Linked DNA regions of Gossypium arboreum: region 1 is linked to region 2. The links are chromatin contacts, called in public Hi-C maps. All regions are on one chromosome and are shown on one strand. The core of a region is the stretch at or near the end of the contact, and the rest is flanking DNA. Distances in the headings are between cores, read along the strand shown. Region 1 has its middle 58 kb from the start of LOC108464030. Region 2 has its middle 59 kb from the start of LOC128294607.

Evidence for each region. A called contact is a pair of places that touch in the nucleus more often than the background predicts.
Region 1: a contact with region 2 is called in a Hi-C map of leaf, with 2.1 times the contacts expected there. The contact joins two enhancer-like sites. A contact is called at or near these places in 2 of 5 Hi-C or Micro-C datasets (both in leaf).

What each region holds. Positions count from the first base shown.
Region 1 is chr6:120,054,434-120,059,395 of ASM2569848v2, reverse strand. No RefSeq gene overlaps it. Among protein-coding and RNA genes, the nearest start is that of LOC108464030, 58 kb to the left of the region's middle. Within about 2 kb of position 2,700, at least 1 of the 2 cell types and tissues checked has an H3K27ac peak or open chromatin away from gene starts, as enhancers often do. A contact at or near this core is called in leaf, where this site is marked.
Region 2 is chr6:119,759,653-119,764,818 of ASM2569848v2, reverse strand. It overlaps the pseudogene LOC108480624. Among protein-coding and RNA genes, the nearest start is that of LOC128294607, 59 kb to the right of the region's middle. Within about 2 kb of position 3,603, at least 2 of the 2 cell types and tissues checked have an H3K27ac peak or open chromatin away from gene starts, as enhancers often do. A contact at or near this core is called in leaf, where this site is marked.

The sequences.
Region 1 (4,962 bases), core at 1,451-3,950, 300 kb before region 2:
CCTATTTAAGGAACCTTCTTCCTTCATTATCATAGTTAAATTTAGAGTGCACTAAATAGTTCATTTTACAACATTTTAGACGTTGCAATTTGAGTTTTTTTTGTCATTCATTGATAGTGTTTTCCAGACCTTCAGTTGAGTGGTAAGTAAGTTTACATTAAGTATGAGCTTAAAAATTTTAAAATAAAAAAGTATATTTAAAAGTTTATCTTTCAATAAAAATATATAAAATTTATAATAATACATATAAATTATAAAATATTTGTAAATAAATAAATAAAATTTAATTTATTTATTAAAATAATAATTCTATAAATAAAGCAATTTAGGGAATCATGAATAAGACTAAAACAAATTCATTTTTTTAACATTAATGACAACAATATTTAGGTTGGGTCAAAAACTATAGCCTAAGGTTGAAAAAGGTAAGATTTAATATCTTTAAGTTGTTGCCGGAACGTGTTTGTTATGTTTGAAGTTGTGTTTGAGGGCAGAGATGATTGAGAATATATATGCGAGGATAAGGTCTTGAATACCCAATAGGTAGAAGGCCATGCATAGAGCTCCACAACTGATTCCTGGTATGATGGCACAATAATAGAAGATGTGAAAATCAAGGAGTTTAGAATAAAAATTATTGGTGCCAGTAATTGTGGGCGAACACAGCTCCAACACTTGACAAATTTGGCGAAACCTAAGGAATAAGGCAGTGTATAATAAACAAATTATTATTTATAGAATAAAAAATTTAAACATTTGAATTTAGTTTAAGTACTGTTTCTGAGATTTTAAGAAAATTATTTTATACAATCAAATTTCATGTTAGAAAAGAGAAAATGGTTATTCATTTATTATAATTTTACATGTATTTTTATAATTCTGTATGTGTTTTTAGCTGGAAATAAACATTTAAATCATTTTATTTTAAAGTTTCTTAATTTTAATTTTGACTTTTAAGAATCAAGATTAAATTGACAAAATTTTAAAGTTGATGGTTAAATTTATTAAATTTTTAAAATTAATACTGAATTGATAAAATCTATAAACATTGAAAAGATAATTTTATTATTAGACTGATAAAAAATTCATACCAACAATTTCCTAATGATTTAATGGATGAATAATCAAAATATTAACTAAAATAAACAATCAAAGGCCGAATTCTAAGTGTTTATTTTTTTTTCAACAAATCTTTCATTCAGTAGGAACCAGATTAATAGAGTGTTACTAGTTCCACAGGTGGAACTTGAGCCCAGTTTGATGGACAAGAATGAATCCTAGTTTTTCCTGCGATCCAGTCAACAGCTCCATTACAGTTCCTTTTGATAAACTTAAACGATACATCATTAAGTCTAGAAACTATCGACAGAATATCTACAACAATTTCAAAAATCTCCCAAGGGCACTGGTTCTTTTTTTTAAGCATTGAATGAGTGGAAGATTGTCGGGTTCAAATTCCACAGACTGCCAGTTGTTATCAGACGCAAGTGTGGAACCCAGCCTTATAGCTTGGGCTTCAGCCGCTAATGCCGTAGACACATGCATCAACGCGCTGGTTCTATCTGTAATATCTCCATTGCTGTTCCTGGCAATTGCAGCCACCCCAGCTTCTCCAATTCTCCCTTTTAGAGAAGAACCACGGTTGGTTTTTACAACTTGAGATGGCGGTTTTGTCCATTCGGATTTGAGGGCAAAGTTAGGGTGGGACCTCCCAGGAACTGAATTCTAAGTTTCATTGTCACGTCACACCGACAAAGAATAGTAATAGTAAATAGTAGGTTAGGACAGGTGCAGCTCACCCCACTTGGTTCTCTCATCTATGTATCTTTTAATTTTGTAGACTGCATCTGAGTTGCACTGCTGGAATCTAATTGTGTACGTATGTTTTGGATATTATATATTATTCCGGTTCACGTGGGGGAGCCACGATTCACAATGACCTCCTATAATATTATTCTTTTTTGTACTAATGAACTCCTATAATATAGTGTTTATAAATAAATATGCCTCGTTCATTTATCAAATAATGTACTTGTCGGATTCGGAATCTGACATGACCGCAACATGCCATTAATTAAATAATTACGTTCTACAATTTATATAAAAAAACCATTCTGACTTATATTAATTCCCTAAAGAGACGCAATTTGAATGTAGACATGATCCCAATTACTGTCAAAGTTAAAATTTTGTTAATTAGGTAAAAATTTGATGTTCTATAAATAAGGTTTTAAGTTAAAGTGTTTCAACTGAAAATTGATATAATTATTGATTGTCGAATAAAAAAAATACTTAAACTGTAATAATCCAAGTCGTGTATTGTTTCCAACTTAGATTGTTATAAAACAAAAATGGTTGACATTGTACGTAAATGATTGTTAATAATGAGTGAAAGGGAAGGGGCCATGTGTTTTATCCGTATATTGTACTCCTTAATATTTATTTGGAAAACTATGTTTCGTTTGGAGTTTAATTTTGGGGACCGCCTTTGATGCTCAAGTCAAACAAAACGCTTCCGTGGATGGCCCTCAAAATTACTTTCCCCAACCTAATTTTCAACCAAGTTTCACGAATTATGTCTTATTTTGATTAATTAATTAATTGCAACTTAAAAGTGGGCATTGGAAGACAAAGGGAAATGAGGGTAAGCGAGGAGCACCGACTGGGGGCACTTCACATCACGGGAGATGGATCGGCCTACTCCTACAAATCAAATACAGATAAAATAAAAGTGGGCCCAATGGATTGTGCGCCCACTTGACGTGGGGGCTTCTACGCCTCATCGGCCATCTCTGCTTTTATTGTCCTTTGCCTCACTTCGTCAACGCGTTTCATGCTCCACCTTTGCCTCTTTCGGTTAAGGATCACACAACTCAAATTCTCTAATACATTTTAGGCTTGTTACACAAGTAATTTTGTTTTATTATTTATGAAAAAGTTATAAAATAATTATTTAATTAATTAATTTTTTTAGTTATTAATCGTTAAATAGTTAATGAAAAGATGGCATTGATGTTTTAAAATTGACATAATACAATCAATTCTATCCATAATTGTCACATATTTTAACAACATTTCACTGTAACAACTTTCTAGTAGAACTAATTTTCTATGTTTTATTTTAACCTCTATAAAAGTTTTTCACTTATAATAGCAACAACTATGGTTATGAAGTACTTCATTTATTAAATTAGTTCTTTATAATAACATATTCTCGTAACATTTTAAGTAAAATTATAGTTATTTCATATAAACAAACATATTAATCATAATTAATTAAATATTATTTTAATAAAATATTTAAATTTCAAATGAAAAATCTCTTAATCATATTTTAATAAATGAAAATAATATTCAATGAGTGAAACTAAAGATATCAATTCAATCAACTATTAAGTTCCCTAATCAAATATTCTATTACAAATTTGGAACATTATAAACTTATAAATTGATTACTTGAATTTAATAAATCTCGATACATTAATTAATTTAATAACCCATAATAATTAATCAAACATATTAGATTTATGAGTTTCGTAATTAATCATGTGAAATCTTGTAAAATAAAATATGTATAAAAATAATAATATACACTTGTTATACATCTTTTAATTTTGTTGATTTGATTTTACTTTCTTTTTTAACATAATTTTGACTTTCTTTATTTGATGAAAATTTATGATAAATTTACAACAATTATCTCTTTATAACAACATATTATAGGTGTATAACAATTGACCTTCGAAAGCCGACAACATATCCATCGATTTTCTATTCTTCCTAGACCACCTATGGGTCTCCATTGAGACTGTAATAGCCTGTTTTTAGGTCAAATTGGAACAGTGGTTTCGGGACCACAAATCCAAAGTCAAAATATTTATTTTATTATTTTAATAAGGTCTACAATATGATAGATTAATTATGTGAAGGTTTCTTAAAAAGTTTTTACCGTTTAAATGCCTAATTGCGTAAAGCATAAAAGTTGAGTTCTATTGTTTAAAGGTATTAAATAGCTATGATTTATTAATATGGAAGTCCTTATAATTTCATTTAACCATAATTTAAGTTAGTGGACATTTATATCCATGAATTATATGATATATTAAGTTTAATTATGAGGTTATAATGGTAATTTATGTATTAAGTTTATAATAATAAAACAAAAATTAAAATCATGTTTTTCTGTCCATCTTCTTGCCGAGAGTTGAGAAAGAAATAAGGGCTTTTGAGCTTCCATGGTTTCGGCAACTTTAATCTTTGATTAAGATCAAGATAAGCAAATACCGGAATTAGATCAGGGGAAACGAAAGATAGACGAGTAGACAACGGTTATACGAGCAAATACGAGGTAAGTTCGTATAATTAGAATTGAACTTTTCTATACTTGTGATTATTGAAAAGAATGTGTATAATTGAGATATTTGAAGTATAAATGCCTTATTGTTATATTGTATGTGTTATCGAGCCCCGTTTAAACTATTTGAATTCACTGGATACGAGTGACATGTTACTGGAATTACCGTAATAGTCGAGCTCCTGCAATTGTTGCGGACTCACCATAGCTTGTAAGGGCTTACTGTTTCAGCTCACTATAGCTTACCTATTCAGCTCGTTGTAGCTCACCTATTCATCTCGAAAGAGCTTATTGTTCAACTCAATAGAGCTTACCGTTTTCAGCTCAATAGAGCTTACTGTTTATCAGCTCAGTAAGAGCTTACCGACTATGACTCGAAAGAGCATGTATGATGATAAATTGACAGATTACTGACATTGTTCACTCGATTATCCTTTGGAGTTCTAATAGGTTCAACGGGCCTAAATAATGTTATACAGACAAATTACGGTTTATAAATGTTACTAAAGTTATATATGATGTATGAGTTTGGAAAGATATGAAGTATTATTTTAGTAAATAGTTTATGTATTAGTTAAATGACTAACATGTGATGATTATGTATGATT
Region 2 (5,166 bases), core at 2,354-4,853:
TAATTGAAACGAATAATATATGAAATAATTAAATAAATCTACAATCTTTTTAAACAAGTGTATCGAGAAATTTAGAACAAAACTTGAGAAAATTGAGAGAATTGAGAGCGTTTAGAGTTTAGAAAGAATTGAGAGAGTTGGATTTGAGTGAAAAGAATGAAAAATGGTTTGGTATTTATAAGAAAAAAAGTTACCATTGGGGCCTTCAACAATTTTACCGTTGCCAACGTTCAAAAAAATAACTGTTGGTGAAAAGCGCATCCAATTGAGCACGTTTTCTAGCGAACTATACACAATGCGCTTTCAACTTAGTCTCTTTCCAAAAACGATTTATCTCTTTAAATTTAAAAAAAATAAAATGTGAAATAAAAAATTGTTTATAAGGCTAATTTAGCGTGTTATCATTCCTAATTTTTTTATAATAATAGGAAAGGCAACATGATTGTAAATAATGCAAGATACTGCCCAAGAATTGATCTCATCCATCAGCCAAAAAATTGGCAATAATTTCTCCTTTTTTGATAAACAGCATTTGGCGTAACAAACTAGATTTGGTTATACTCACAAGGTGAGTAAAAGTTAATACTAAAATTATATTTGTAAAAAATTCAATAATTGATTTATAGATAAAATAGATAATTAGTAGGCAGATATAAATTTAAAACCGTTGAGACATGTAATTAATTTTAAAAGAATATATGAATGAGGTTACCAAAGGAAATTGGTAGTGAATTAGAATAAAAATTTATCCTTTTTTGTGTTCGATAATTTCGAGGTAAATTTACCACTCAATAGGCGAATGTAAAATATGAATATTCCTTTGTGCTAAATGCTAATAAAATATCCTCTCATTTTATTCCTTCATAATGAAATAAAATCAATTTTAAATGAAGCAGAAAACAATATACAAATATTACAAAATGGAAGTGAAAGGCTAAAATGGTTTTTAAAATAAACAAAAAACTAAATAAATATAACGAAGACATCACCCTAACCCCAAGTAAAGAGTCCAATTGCTATTTTAAATTGGAAAGATGATGGACAAAAGAGTCATTTACTAATTAAAAAAGGATAATTATTGTCGATAAATTACGAGAATAAAAATAAAAATTGTTGGTCTTAATCTTTGTTTTACGGCCTACCCTATTTTTCACATCTTTTTTGTTTTTGTTTGTGTCTCATTCGAAAGTATTTTTGCAGTCTTTTACACTTAAAAGCTCTAATCACCTACTGCAATTTACCATTTCTTCTTCTTCTTCTCCCCTTTCATTTCTGGGGTCTTTTTGATTGATGGATAGCTGGATTCTGATCAATCTCACGTAAATAAAAAAAGAAAAAGAAAAAAGAATTATATTTATCCAAAAACGCAATAACCCAAACTTTACAACCTCGTATATTTGTTGATTGATTTTGGTTTTGGGGAGAGGATGGCATCTTCATCAATGGTGAGTCCGCTATGCACTTGGTTGGTGGCTGCTTGCATGTCTGTCACATGCGGGAAAGACCAGTCACAGTCATCATTTCTCCGTTCATCAGCCTTTGCTTCTTCTTCTAAGAGACACGGTCGTTGGGCTCGCACTAGAAGGAGAGCTCTTCTTTCTCAATGCAGCGGCAGAGGCAATGGCTCAGCCAAAAACCAAGACGGGAGCATGATTTCAGCATTTTATGGATTCGGCATTCAAGGCTTGATGGCTTCCTGGTTAACTTTTGAGCCCTGTAAGGACTACTATTCCTCCAAAAATTGTAGCCTTTTTGGTCAAAATAGAAGCTTTTCTTAGTTCTTTGGATCCAAAATCCTTCCCAATCGCAAGCAAAGAGGACTCAATGGAGGACCTATCTGTTCTGGTAATTTTCAGCCTTCTCTTTTATACAATCTGAAAGGGCATGTTGGTCTTTGCTTGACTCTTGAAATCTGGCTTCTTTTATTCTCATTTTTATTTGTTTTATTTCTCACAAAAGGTTTAGCCTTGTTTACACATTAACTTTATTTTCTTTTCTTTTCTTTTTTTTTTTTTGTTCGAAATTTGACTCTTTGTATTTCTTTTTTGTTTTTGTTTTTTTTGCGTTGCACATGTTCCTTCTCTTTATTTGCTTTTGATTCAAGAAATTTTAGAAATGAAAAACATTTTGAATATAAAATATAGTAAGATATATATATAAATTTTAAAAAATTTTGGGATCCAACATAATAAGTAGAATTTAGAGTTGGTTTGAAAATTGAGAGAATTTAAGTAAAATCTATTTAAAAATCGGATTAGATTCCGAGTAAAACTTTTTGGTCAGTCCCAAATAAGCAAAAAAGAAAAAAATATTTTTTATTGTTTTGCTACTATTTTCTTATTATATTTTTACTATTTTGTTATCCTTTTATTATTAGGTTACTACTTTTTGTTATTATTTTATTATTATGTTACTATTATTTTTTTATTATTTGAATATTGTATAACAGATATTTATTTGTTAAGTTATACTAATTTTAATATTATTTAAATATAAATATCTTTTAATATGATTTGAATATTTTATATATATATTTAAAAATAATATAAAAAATTAATTTGAGTGGACTGGACATGAAATTTAATATTTTTATTCGGTTCGAGCTTGAGCGAAATTTTAGACTATTTTTTGAGCTGCGCCTAAAATTTTGACAATATTTGATCTGAACCCGGCTCAACCATGGACAAGTTTAGGTGAGATACACCGGTTTTTTATTATTATTATGATTATGTTGTTACTAATTAGTTAAAAGCTAGAAATGAAGTTGAATTTATGTTACTGTTAGTTCTATGGTGATGATTAATAATTTGTTTGTCGGATGATAAATGTGCAGTTTCTTATTTAGATTCTGTAGACTATTTTAAATATAAATGGTAAAGAAAAAACGCCATCATATTAATATTAATTAACTATTATTTAAGAAATATTAATTATTTTATTAAAAATGGTTTTAAGCAATTTTTAATTAAGTTGACATCAATTTGGTCAAACATATTACATATAGTATAAATAAAAAATTATTCAACAATTGATTTTATACTTTCAAATAAATTATTCATTTTATTGGTAGTATTTATAAATAAATTCTATTTAGACTTAGGTTCAATATTTAGATTTTTGTTTTTATTTTTATTTAAATATTTAATATAAAAAGTCATCATATTAATATTAATTATTTTATTTAAAAATTTTAAAAAATTTATAAGTTTATGTGGAATTCACTCATGAATAGATATCATGCTGGACACTTCTCATGCACATAATTTCATAAACTTACCAGTCAAATTACATACTATTTGCAAGTTAATTTATTTGAAAACTTAGGAGCAGCCATGGCTGTAGCTCCGCAACCCACAAGGGAAATCACGACAAAAAAGAAACCTCCTACGAACCAAAGACGAGTTGTTGTGACAGGGATGGGAGTGGTAACTCCACTTGGACATGACCTCGATGTCTTCTACAACAAGTTGCTAGAGGGTGCTAGTGGAATAAGTGCAATTGAGACTTTTGACTGTGCCCAGTTTCCAACCGTACGTTGCGTTTAGCATCTCTCAGTTGATTTTGTTTGTACGTTCTTACTACTCTCGTTTTCTCTGCAGAGAATTGCTGGAGAGATAAAATTTGTCTCGGCTGATGGTTGGGTTGCACCAAAACTCTCCAAGAGGATGGACAAATTCATGCTTTATATGCTTATTGCTGGGAAAAAAGCCCTGAAAGATGGTGGAGTAACTGAAGATGTAATGGATGAGTTAGATAAAGCGAAATGTGGAGTTTTAATTGGTTCAGCAATGGGTGGCATGCAGGTAAGTTCTGCACTTTTGTTGTTCATATTCCTTTATTTTAAAGATGATGGAAGAGCAGATGAACCCTTCTATTTTTTTTTTTCGGTGAAATGAACCTTTCTATTTTTAAGCATTAAACTTGATGCAAGTAAAACATGAACACCACCTGCTGGGTTTTGTGGCTTTAAAATAACAGAACATGTAGACAATATTTACCTGCATATTGCATACTTTAACATGAGAGTGGTACAATTTTGTACTACTAGTTTAGCGTCTAAAGCCAGCCTTAATAATATAAAATCTTTTGGAATCATAAGTGTCATACCGTATATAACACCTTGCATGAGGGCAAACAACTTCAAGAAACAAATTGTTTTTGCAATTACTTTCCTTTTTAGGTCCATTGATTCATTTAGGTTGTTTGTGGAAAGACAAGGTTTTCAATGATGCAATTGAAGCATTGAGGATCTCATACAAGAAGATGAATCCTTTTTGTGTACCATTTGCAACTACAAATATGGGTTCTGCAATGCTTGCAATGGATTTGGTGAGGTTAAATCTTGCTTCTGCTATGTTAAGATAGAGGTTGATGGATGTTGGAATTTGAACTTTGAGCTTTAATATGGTTTCTTCTTCAGGGTTGGATGGGTCCCAACTATTCAATCTCCACTGCATGTGCAACAAGCAACTTTTGCATATTAAATGCAGCAAACCATATCATTAGCGGTGAAGCTGTAAGTTGAGGAAAAAGGAAATCCAACCTATTGTGGTTTGTTTTTATTACGCTGTATCTAAGGTATTTGAAACAAAATCGCAGGATATGATGCTTTGTGGTGGCTCCGATGCTGCAATTATACCGATTGGTCTCTCTCTCATTTTTGTATTTGACATAATTTATTATCTTTTTAGTTGGCACAAGCAAGATATTCTCTATTTTGTGATTTTTTTTATTCAGGATTGGGAGGATTTGTGGCATGCAGAACACTCTCTCAGAGGAACAACGACCCTACCAAAGCTTCACGCCCTTGGGATATTGTAATATTTCAGTAACTCTTGAGCTCCTAGAATTTCATTTTTTTTCTTTTGTTGTTGGTTTACCAAGTTCTTCAACAAATGAAGTAAAATTGAGAATGAGTTAATGAAGCAACCTGGTGGAAAGTAATGATAATTAATTTTATCATTTCAATCAGTAAGTGACCTTATTATTTTTTCTGCCTCAGTTGTTTGCTTGTCTTGTAAACTTTTAGTCACAACTCACATTGAGTTAGTTATGCATCTGTTCCTCGTACTTTGATAAAGTGACTATTCCTTAAGTACTTTCTAATCCTAAGTGGTTTATGTAAAAATAGAATATCAATAATGATAATATATAACAAAGAAAAGA